3 separate regions of the Mus musculus genome follow, and all the other regions are linked to region 2. A link is a contact called in public Hi-C data. All regions are on one chromosome and are shown on one strand. The core of a region is the stretch at or near the end of the contact, and the rest is flanking DNA. Distances in the headings are between cores, read along the strand shown. Region 1 holds the start of Rbms3 (RNA binding motif, single stranded interacting protein). Region 2 has its middle 81 kb from the start of Gm39451. Region 3 has its middle 150 kb from the start of Gm39450.

What was found. Hi-C and Micro-C count contacts between places; a contact is called where the count stands out from the background.
Region 1: a contact with region 2 is called in a Hi-C map of the N1E-115 cell line, with 10 times the contacts expected there. The contact joins the promoter of Rbms3 here to the enhancer-like site in region 2. A contact is called at or near these places in 7 of 484 Hi-C or Micro-C datasets (the N1E-115 cell line, adipose-derived mesenchymal stem cells, cortical neurons and 2 more), 3 of 115 datasets of contacts at active chromatin or transcription factors (embryonic limb bud and neural progenitor cells) and 1 of 9 other capture datasets (adipose tissue).
Region 3: a contact with region 2 is called in a Hi-C map of the N1E-115 cell line, with 2.3 times the contacts expected there. The contact joins two enhancer-like sites. A contact is called at or near these places in 4 of 484 Hi-C or Micro-C datasets (the N1E-115 cell line, muscle stem cells, nephron progenitors and 1 more).

Annotation. Positions count from the first base shown.
Region 1 is chr9:117,251,145-117,254,524 of GRCm38.p6, reverse strand. Rbms3 (RNA binding motif, single stranded interacting protein) reads left to right here and starts at 2,042. Exons shown (of 15, transcript NM_001172123.1): 1 at 2,042-2,798. The coding sequence starts at 2,724. It overlaps Gm17396 (predicted gene, 17396), which reads right to left and starts at 1,992. Exons shown (of 2, transcript NR_166691.1): 1 at 1,687-1,992; 2 at 1-1,180.
Region 2 is chr9:117,392,931-117,396,241 of GRCm38.p6, reverse strand. It overlaps a transcript of Rbms3 not described here. Among named protein-coding and RNA genes, the nearest start is that of Gm39451, 81 kb to the right of the region's middle. Within about 2 kb of position 1,836, at least 22 of the 459 cell types and tissues checked have an H3K27ac peak or open chromatin away from gene starts, as enhancers often do. A contact at or near this core is called in the N1E-115 cell line and uterus, where this site is marked.
Region 3 is chr9:117,569,995-117,573,245 of GRCm38.p6, reverse strand. It overlaps a transcript of Rbms3 not described here. Among named protein-coding and RNA genes, the nearest start is that of Gm39450, 150 kb to the left of the region's middle. Within about 2 kb of position 1,880, at least 50 of the 459 cell types and tissues checked have an H3K27ac peak or open chromatin away from gene starts, as enhancers often do. A contact at or near this core is called in the N1E-115 cell line and uterus, where this site is marked.

The sequences.
Region 1 (3,380 bases), core at 793-3,292, 140 kb after region 2:
GGGAAGTGAGGGTTTCAGGAAGACTGCTTCAGGGGGGCATGTTCATGCTGGCAGAGGATGCCTGGTGTGAGCTTGGCGATCACCAACATGACCTCTGCTCAGTGGCACTCAGAGCTGGACCATGAAGTGTGAAGAGTAGAATTTACAGTCTGATACCAAGCAGAAAGGAAGGAACAACGAGATTCCCAGATGCTTGACAAGTTCTCTAGAGAGGGAGATGTGGCCAGAAGACTTTGAGATTGGTGCCTGATTTCAGTTGCTGTCCTTCTCCATTTTATGGATGGAATAATTGAGGTCCATGAGTGAAGCTGTCTTGATATGTTTCCATCACAGGTGTCCCATACCCACTTTCCAACCCAAGTTCTGATTTTTGTCATCAAGAGATAGCTGTGTTGGTAGAGTGCTTGCCCATTGTGGGCAGGGTCCTAGGTTCCACAGCCAGTGCCCACAGGAACCTGGTTCATTCATTAATTTATGCCTTCAATACCAGTGCTGGGCGATGGAAGGCAGGAGAATCAGAAGCCAAAATCATTCCGTTTCACAGCAAGTTTTAAGAGCAGCTTGGGGTATCTGAGACCCTGTCTTTTAAAAAAGAGAAACACACACACACACACACACACACACACACACAGAGAGAGAGAGAGAGAGAGAGAGAGAGAGAGAGAGAGAGAGAGAATCGACATAAAACCCAATGTGATGTCTCCGTGTCCTTGTCTTTCTGCTGGTACCCAGACTTCAGAACTGAGCTTCCTGGAGCTAAGGAGCACAGGAGCCTAGGTTGTTACCCCATGAGTGGCAGGCGGGACTTAAAGCAGAGGTGGCATCCTGTGTATTGCAGTTTCAATTCTCCCTCCATGTGAGGAAACTGCCTTTGTACCTGGAGTCTTTTATCTGAAAGGACGGCTGGAGTGTTCGGCAGACTTGGGGGAGTGGAGAGGCACAGAGGCTGGCTGCCCACGCTCCGGGCATGCGTGAGCACTCCCAGCAAAACACAGCTGGCACAGCTAATTTTAGCCTCACCGCCGCCTTGCAGAGAAACCCTTTAAGGAGATCTATCTTCTCTGAAACAATCTGTATTATAATGTAGCAGCTGATCGACGTGTCGGAATATTATTACTGGTGGGGGGAAAAACTCTGACAAGTAATTATGAGTTTTTGTTCAATTTTTTTGTGTGCAATACTTACAGAGCCACGAAAGCATTAAGAAAGAGCAAGTAAGAGAAGGAGAGAGAGAGAGAGAGAGAGAGAGAGAGAGAGAGAGAGAGAGAGAGGTTATTTTATTCTCCAATAAGCGAATAAATGTAAAGATCACTTTGATTTCGTTTTTAAGAGATGGATAAAGCCACAACACAATTATTTGTGATAGTTAAGGCAACCCCCTTGTTGAGATGGGGCTTGGCTTCCCCACAGAGGTACCCAGCTGAGAATCCCCACTTTTTCTCCTCTCTTGAGCATCCCCCAAAACATTGGTTTCATCTTCAGGTCCTCGGTTCATCTGGCTTTTAATGTGTTAACAGATTTTGAAAAAGCCTTGAATACACTTTTCTCCCTACTTAACTAGAAAGGTTGGCATGTGTGTGTAAATACACACACACACACACACACACACACACACACACACTTCTCCTTCCCTCATGCTCCCCTCGCAGGGCAGGGTCTGTTTTGTTCATCAATGCCATGCCTCACCTCTGGGAACTTGGCGATTGAAGAGGAGAAGCAGCTTGGGAGCTTGGGAGCCCTGGTCGGAGCAGGGCAGGGAGGCTGGGCCATGCCCCACCCAGGCACTTCACAGAGAAGCTGGGGTTCGGTTCCACCCGCGGCTCGGCTGCAGACGCTGCTCACTGTGCTATTCCAGATAGCTAGCAGAGGGGTGGCAGCAGCCTCTTTCTTTCTTTTTCTTCTTCTTTTTCATCTTCTTTTTCCCCCCTTGGAGGAAATACTGCAGCCTTCTGGACTGCGTGCCCGGCTCCCTGGAGAGGCTCTCTCAGTTCCACCCACTGGCTGGAAGGAGGGGAAGTGAGTGAGAGGGGCAAGGCCAGCTGGAACACACCATGTCACTCTGGGAACCAGACAGCAGCAACTAAGCCTGCACGGGTTTCTTTTTCTTTTCTTTCTTTTTTCTTTTTTCTTTTTCTTTTTTTCCCGGTTTTTTTTCCTTTCCGTTCTTTTTCTTTTTGTCCGTTGTTTCTTTTCCTTTTTTCTTCTTTTTATTAAAATTTCCTTTTTCCGCGGTGGGAAAGAGACACGGGAGAGAACGAAAGCTGTACTGCAAGGATTCCGAGTTGTGCTAAAGGATCTATTTCTTTTTTTCTCCTCCTTCGCCTTTACAAGCGCCTGCGATTGACACCACTAGAGACAGGCTGGTCACAGAGCAAACTGCTTCATCCGGACTGGACCGGGCAGCTGGGAGGAACCAGGCAGGCAAGAACTGGGGAAGCAGTCTGGGGGTTTCCGCTACAGATCTCAACCCCCATCTGTTTTTGTTTTTGTTTTCTTTTTCTTTTTCTCTTTTCTTTTTGGTTCTTTTGTTTTGCTTTGCTTTGGTTTTTTGGGTTGTTTTAAATTCCTCACGGTGTTGGAACTAGTGAGGCTGGAGTCTGAGAAGCCTCAGCAGTCACGCAGACTGCCAGGGACAGTGGATTAAGAGAAAGAAGCTCGCTTGCCTGGGGCATCATACACCCTGTTATTCAGTTTCCTGCCTCGGAGATAAAGATCCCAGCTACATGGGCAAACGCCTGGATCAGCCACAAATGTACCCCCAGTACACGTACTACTGTCCTCAGTACCTCCAAACCAAGGTATGGCTGGACCCGCGGGCTTCAGAAGGCAGCGTGGTGCCTGGCGCTCCTCCGGAGCGTGGCAATCCGACCCTTCCCTCACCCTAGCCCCCATCCCCTCTGCCGACCTCTTTCAAATTACTAACAGTAGGAACGGAGTTAACAAGCCAGAGAAAGAAGGGAGAGGAAGCCCCGGAGTGTAGCTTTCTCTTTAAAGACAGGGGACTTTCAATGGAGTGTTCTTTTGTTATTTAGCTGCAGAAATGCCGGTGAGATGGTTGAAGTCTTTTGCAGGTGAGCAGGGATTTTTAGAAACGAGGTCCCAACAGACGTTCTCAGGGGGCGAGAATATTGTTTTAGGAGCTTTTCTAGCGAGCTGTTCTTTGTGTGTGAATCTCAAAGATTTGGGTACCCCCCTCCCTTTCCCCCTTCCTTACAGAAAACACTCTGGGGTGGGGGCCACTTAAACTTTTCATGGCCTAGTGAAAGAGGAAAGAGGAGCGCCAGGAGGCACCCACCAAAGTCTTTCAGAGTTTGTTGAGCATTTTTTTTTCTTTTTTCTTTTGGTTTGGACTGTATTTTATGTGAAGGTTGACTGAGATG
Region 2 (3,311 bases), core at 587-3,086:
GATTACATGGGTGGATCACCAATGCTGGCTGTTTGCAAGTGTCCTGGGTCTCTAACTCAGGTCCTCATGTTTGTGTGTCAAGCATTTGTGACAGCCATCTTGCCAGGCCAGCATTGATTGCATTTCATCTGGAGTGAATAGAGCCCCAGGTGTGTGGTGGCCCTGTCATTGTCTCTACCTGTCCTTTATTGGCTGCCTACCTTGTTTTAACATCACCACACATCAGGGCCTCAATCCCAAACCAGCCCTGGCCTTTCCCCTTTTATCATGAGATTTCTCTCTTGTTATTTCTTCTTCACTGAATTCTCATTCCCCACTCATCATTATCAAATCCCATTTGCATGTCAAGACTGGCCCTTCATGTCAGTTTCCATGTTTGGTCCTTCAGGGTGATTTAGGGACATCTTTTCTAGACTGGCAATGCTTTGAACATCTAACACCATTTTTCTCTTGTTCAGCCTGGGCCATCTTTTAGTTCTTAGTAACATTTAAGTCAGTCTTTATGCACTGCCCAACCAAAACTACCAGGAGTCCCCTACTAAATGTTCCTCAGTGCCTTCTTCCCATTAGATAAACTCCACTTATTGAATCATTAAGTTTCAGAGAGCTTAGGAAAGACGGCCAGGTGCTCCAGGCCTGGGCTTTCAGCTGAGCCCTAAAACAAGTGACTTACATAGAAGATGACACTGAGATACAGCTTTGTCAGTTTGGTGCTTCATGAGTGAAGCTCTAGCTTCAGCCCTCAGCACCACATAAACCAGGCACGAGGGTGAAAGCTTGTAGCCCAGTACTCAGGGTGGCGGAGGTAGGAGGGTCAGGAGTTCATGACCAGCTTTGACTATGGCTATGTAGGGAGTTTAAGGCCATCTTGAGCTACATGAGACCTAGCCTCTGAAAAAACCAAAACCAAGACCAAGACCAAGAGCAAGACCAAGACCAAGACCAAGACCAAGACCAAGACCAAGACCAAGACCAAAACCAAAACCAAAACCAAAACCAAAACCAAAACCAAACCAAGACCAAGACCAAGACCAAGACCAAAACAAAAGCAAAAACCAAAACCAAAACAAAAACCAAACCAAACCAAACCAAACCAAACAAGCCTAAATAAATTTGATTGAAATATCCTAGAAAAGGCTTCATAATCAAAACTCCAATAAGGACAATATCAATGGACACAGTAACATGGAAGGGAGAGTTTTCAGTGGATCTCACCCCTAGAACTGCAGCTACTAATTACTATTAAGAGGAGAATAGCCACTCCCAGGGATGAGGCCTCTCATTGATTGTCTAATACAGAGTGGTCAGCTCAAAAAAATATACATATTATATGTTTAATATTATTAATATATTTGCATATAATATGTATGTGCAATAGTAATCAAAGAACAGGGCTATCACCTGGAAAGGGGTGGACTGAGAGACGTGTGAAGGAGGGTAGGGAAGGGAAGTTAGAAGTAATGTGATTTTATTTCAATCAGAAACATATTTTAAAACAAGTAACATAAGATAACAAGATGCTTGTGTACTGACCAGCATAGCAGACACCCTCAGAAAAGATGTGATATCATCCAGAAAGAGAATCTGAATTGTTTGTCCTGGTGCTGCATTTATAACTTCTAATCTGACAAAGAGTGGCCACAAGTCTTGTTCACTCTCTAGTACGTAACACGAAATGCCGTTTTCAGAGGATCCATCTCCACTCAATGCAGGATGCTTTCTGTTGACTGTACATGGTACTTAACAAAGACGTCTCACACCAGTGCCCCAAGACAAGTCTGTAATAGCCACCACTTCTGTTTCCAAGCTGCAGACGGTAGGGGTAGACAGAAGTCTGCGTGTGACAGAGCTGAGGGCCTCTTCTCAACCACACGCTTCGCTCTTGGAACAAGGCCAGCTAGGGGCTGTCTGGATTCTCTGTGAGCCGGCTCCAAACTGACATATTTATTATCAAGGAGGGAAAGTCGCCTGATGCTGGATCACTGATGTTTGCCTTGCAGTGTTTTCTTGCAGAAAATTGCAAGAAAGTGATTGAACCGATCTTGGCAAGGAAACCGCAGAGAAATCTGCCCTTTTTTAAGGGCAACGTCTTCAAAACATCCTTGAAGATTGGGAAAATGGGCTATTTCCTTTTTACTCTGTTTTTATAAGATGAATGATATATCAGGAAAATAAATAATGACAGCGTAGGAGGGGTCAGTGGTACTTTTATTTCAGAGACTGGAGAATTCTCATAAAATGTTTTAGCTGTCCTTGTTTAGGATGTTGGGGATTTATTTATAAATGACTATTTGGCCCAATGCTAATAAAATATCTGCATTCTGTTGGTGCAACATACAAATTGTGTGTGTGTGTGTGTGTGTGTGTGTGTGTGTGTGTGTGTGTGTGTGGAGTGTGGGTACAGATGGAGCTCTAGGCGCAACTGCATTTCTTCACAGGAATGTGTTTTGCTATCTGCCTCTCGCCTCCGTCCTAGTGAGCAGCGTTATTAACATCTCTTCAAACTTTTGAAGTGAGCACGCGTGCACACTTAACAGAAATTAGAGGAACTTGGACGGAGCCATGCTTCTTAGCTCTTCTTGGTAATGAAGAGGCACATCCTTAATTAAGAACAATTGAGACGAGTGAAAAGTGTAACCATTTAACGGTATTTTGCAGTGTGGGCTCTGCACCACTTTGGTCAAAGGGATTAAGATACTGTTTGTCTATAAGAACTATAAGTCAGATGCTTAGAAAATTTTCAAGGTAAAATAACTTACAATTTATTGAATTCCAATAGCATCTTGTCCCTGTTGAACTGGTTACGATCCATGGTGCAGGAACTCATTTCTGGTACAGGTGGGCAATACAGAGACTGTGAACCTTCACAGCTTTTGCTGGGATAGATTCTTCTCCCAGCCTCTGATTGCTAGACCTGGAACTTCTGATCATCTTCTATTGAAAGATGGCATTATATTCGGCTCCTTTAGTTTTTTCTTCTTCTTCCCCCCCCCTTCTATCTTACTGAAAAAAAAAAGAAGCTATATAAACCTGGATGGGGCCAGAGAGATGGCTCAGTGGTTAAGACCACTTACTTTCCAGAGAACTCAGGATTGATGTTCACCACGCACACGATGGCTCACACCTCCTGTAGCTCTAGGTGTAGAGGGCAGGGTGAAGGACTTGGTTTTGCAGATGGTGGTCTGTAGGTTCTACTACAGCTTTGGTAATATTGGAAATCTGGGGAAGATCTCATTTGAAATTGTCAAATGTTGCCATACATACTTGGGTTATAATAAAGGTCCTACCTCTTCCTAGCAGCCCCCACTCCC
Region 3 (3,251 bases), core at 631-3,130, 180 kb before region 2:
GGCCATGGAATGTCAGGATACCATCTAGAACCTTCAATACCGCTGATAGTGAATGCCAGACAGGATTGGATAAAATGATGGTCACACACTTTGCTCCTAGTTGCACAACATGTCTTCTGCAGGGACTAGAGTCAGAACAAGTTCTGCATTCCACTAATATTGGTAAAATGAGGACTTGTGTGAATATAGGAAGAGAGTATTGAAAGTGAGCAGCAAAGAAGGGAGGTCAGATCTCATTTCTGTTGACTTTCCTGCTCTTTCTGGTAATTGCTTGTTATCCTCTACACTTACAGAGGACTGTATGCAAAACTACTGTTACATTCTACAGTCCCTGATCAAGAGAAAATGCTTGTACCCAGAGATCTGTCTATAAAGTGTGTGTGAACAACATTTCTTTCCTCACCTAAGGCAAACAGTTGCATAAGTCTTGACTCCTGGGAAGAATGTGGGCCAAAGGACAAACAACTAGGTCCAGGCTCCTTTTGTCCTGTTATCTACTTAGGTTGGAATAATTACTTCCCTTCTTTTCTCACCAATTCAGTTAACATGCACCAGCTCAAGGAAATTACATTTGCTCACGTAGATGTGCAAACAAGCAGAATGACAAGGACTTCTCTCACAGCTACATAGATAGAAATTGCATTGGGGAAAAGACAGTTTCTGAACTCAGTTGAGTCCTCCATAGATTAAAACAGAGATCTCTTGAACAGTGGCTCCCTTGCTGCCTTACCTCTACTCATGGTAAAGTGCTTATTGTCATAGTCAAATACTCTTGTGGAAGTGAAGAAAAGCACACAGATTTAGAATACTACCCTTTATTCACAACAGTAAGGAGTCCTTTCTGATCAAAGAAGGAGCTAAGGGCCTCCCACGTGTACACCAAGAGTGTCTAAGGGTAGATATCAGTTGGGAGACGGCTTGCCTCATATGCACAAAGCCCTGAGTTTGCTCTCCATCACAGCAGGTGGTGCATGTGATCCCAGTTTTCCAGAGGTGAACGGGGGAAGACTAGAAGTTCAGGGTTATCCTCAATGCATAGCAGGTTCAAGACCAGCCTGGAATAGATACAGAAGACCAAAACAAAACAAAACCAGCAAAAAGAATCCACCAAGAGTCTCCTACTGGTGTCTTGACATGGCTCCTCCTTCTCTGAGCAGGTTCTGCCTGCCTTTATTAAGTGCCTTTTGTTTAGATTCCTGGTCTTGTCTTCCTTCTGTCCTAGCATCTAATTCATTTTTTGGTTTACTCATTATGGTTAATGGTTAGTAATGTTCCTAAGGGCAAAGAATGTTTATTCTCGCTAGACCAGTGGTTCTCAACCTAAATTGGTCCTAGTGCTATGACCCTTTAATAAATTTCCTCATGTTGTGGTGATCCCTAATCATAAAATTATTTCATTGCTTATTCATAACTGTAACTTTGCTACTGTGGTGAATAAATAAATATCTGATATGCAGGATTTATGACATGTGACCTCTGTGAAAGGGTCATTTGACCTCCAAAGGCGTCACAATCCAGAGGTTGACACCCCCTGCTCTAGAGCTGTTTGGTTCTTAATGCAGTGCAGTTTTTAGTTAAGTCATTGTTGAGTGCATGACTAAGTAGGTACTGGAACACTGACTGGATGAAAGATGTGAATGTAGTCTCCACTGAATCATGGAATCTTAAGAGATCTTGATCTAATGCAGTAGATAGATGTCCGTGAAATACACATTTTAAGTACTTACAGTGAGGCTGGTAGTGTGTTAGGAATGGATGATAGATCTCTGGATGTAGCTGAATACATTTCTAGGAAAAGACAGTTCTCAGGATATAGGTCAAGCTCCAAAGTGCATTTCAGCAGCAAGGGAGATGACTCAGCAGGTAAGAATGCTTGTTGCACAAGCACAAGGAAATGAGTTCATGCCTGGAACACATCTAAAGAGCAAGCATATCGCCCTGCCCCTGCTTATACCCTTAGTTCTGTGGAGGTTGAGACAGACGGATCACTGTGGCTTGTGGCTTTTAGCTGAGCTCCAGAGTCAGCGAAAGACCTTCTCTCAGTTGGATCAGGCAAAGAGCGATAGAAAAAGGGTACCCAATAGTGGTCCATGGCTTCCTTGGATGCGTAGAATTCGAACTCACAGACTTGAGAGCATACAGCACATATGCACACTAAATAAGTTAGTTTCTGTGGGGTGAATTTGTAGAGATGGCCAGCAAAACTACTTTTTAAAATGCTTTTATGTTTTCATTTAAAAGCATGTCTGGCTAGAAATACACAATGGCTTGTTTCTCTCAAGCCATCCATCTGTATATGAAAATTATGCATGTTTAGTTGAGGATATAGTAGAAGACAATATCCTAGGACATGCTAGAATAAAGGACACCGAGGGGAAAACATCACAAGGAAAGGAAAAAGTTGTCAGGGTTTCCACAGGTTCCACAAAGCTGAACAACCAAGTAGCACCTAAAAAGGAGAACATACATTGTGGGTTTGGAAAAGACAACGCTGCGTGTGTTTATACTGTGCAAAGTAAGATGAGGAGGGAGAATAGAGAGAGACCTATTCTTGGCAGTGCATTGGCTAAGAGCATGGGAAAAATTCCTTGTGGAAAGCTGAAGCAAAACAGATGGGCTATTAGATTATCAGTACATGGCCCTAAACCAAGGAAAAGACCCTATCTTGGAAGAATTTACATTGAAGGCCTGGTGGGAGGGCTCAGGATATGAGCACACAAATCTAAGATTGAGCCGCAGAGTGCACATAAAATCCCCAGTGTGGCGGTATGTGCTTATAATCTCAGGATGCAGAAGTGGAGATGGGCGGATCCCGAGTCCTCTGAGCCTGTAGGCCTAGCTAAGTCAACAAGCTCTATATACTACTAAGAGACTATGGCTCAGAAAACAGGGTGGAAAGTTCTTGAGGACTGATAGCTGTGGATGACCTCAGACTTACACATGTGAACACCCACCCACAAGCATAGCCTCCATGAGTACAAAAACATGTGCACACGCACACCTACAGAAAAGATTTTAGTGAATGCAATTTGGTTTTCAGGGAGTTGAGAGAAACAGGTTCTCATCACATAATTCAATACATTACTAGTGTCTTCCCTTGTTTGCTGGTGTAAGCAGCTATTTATAAAATGTTCTTTTTAAGTAATAAGTAAAATTCAGTCTTATGAGGTAGCAAAAATGGTGTTATTCTTATTGCAAAAATTATGTGTAAGGATGGGTATAATTTAGATCAGAAAATGATTCATACATAA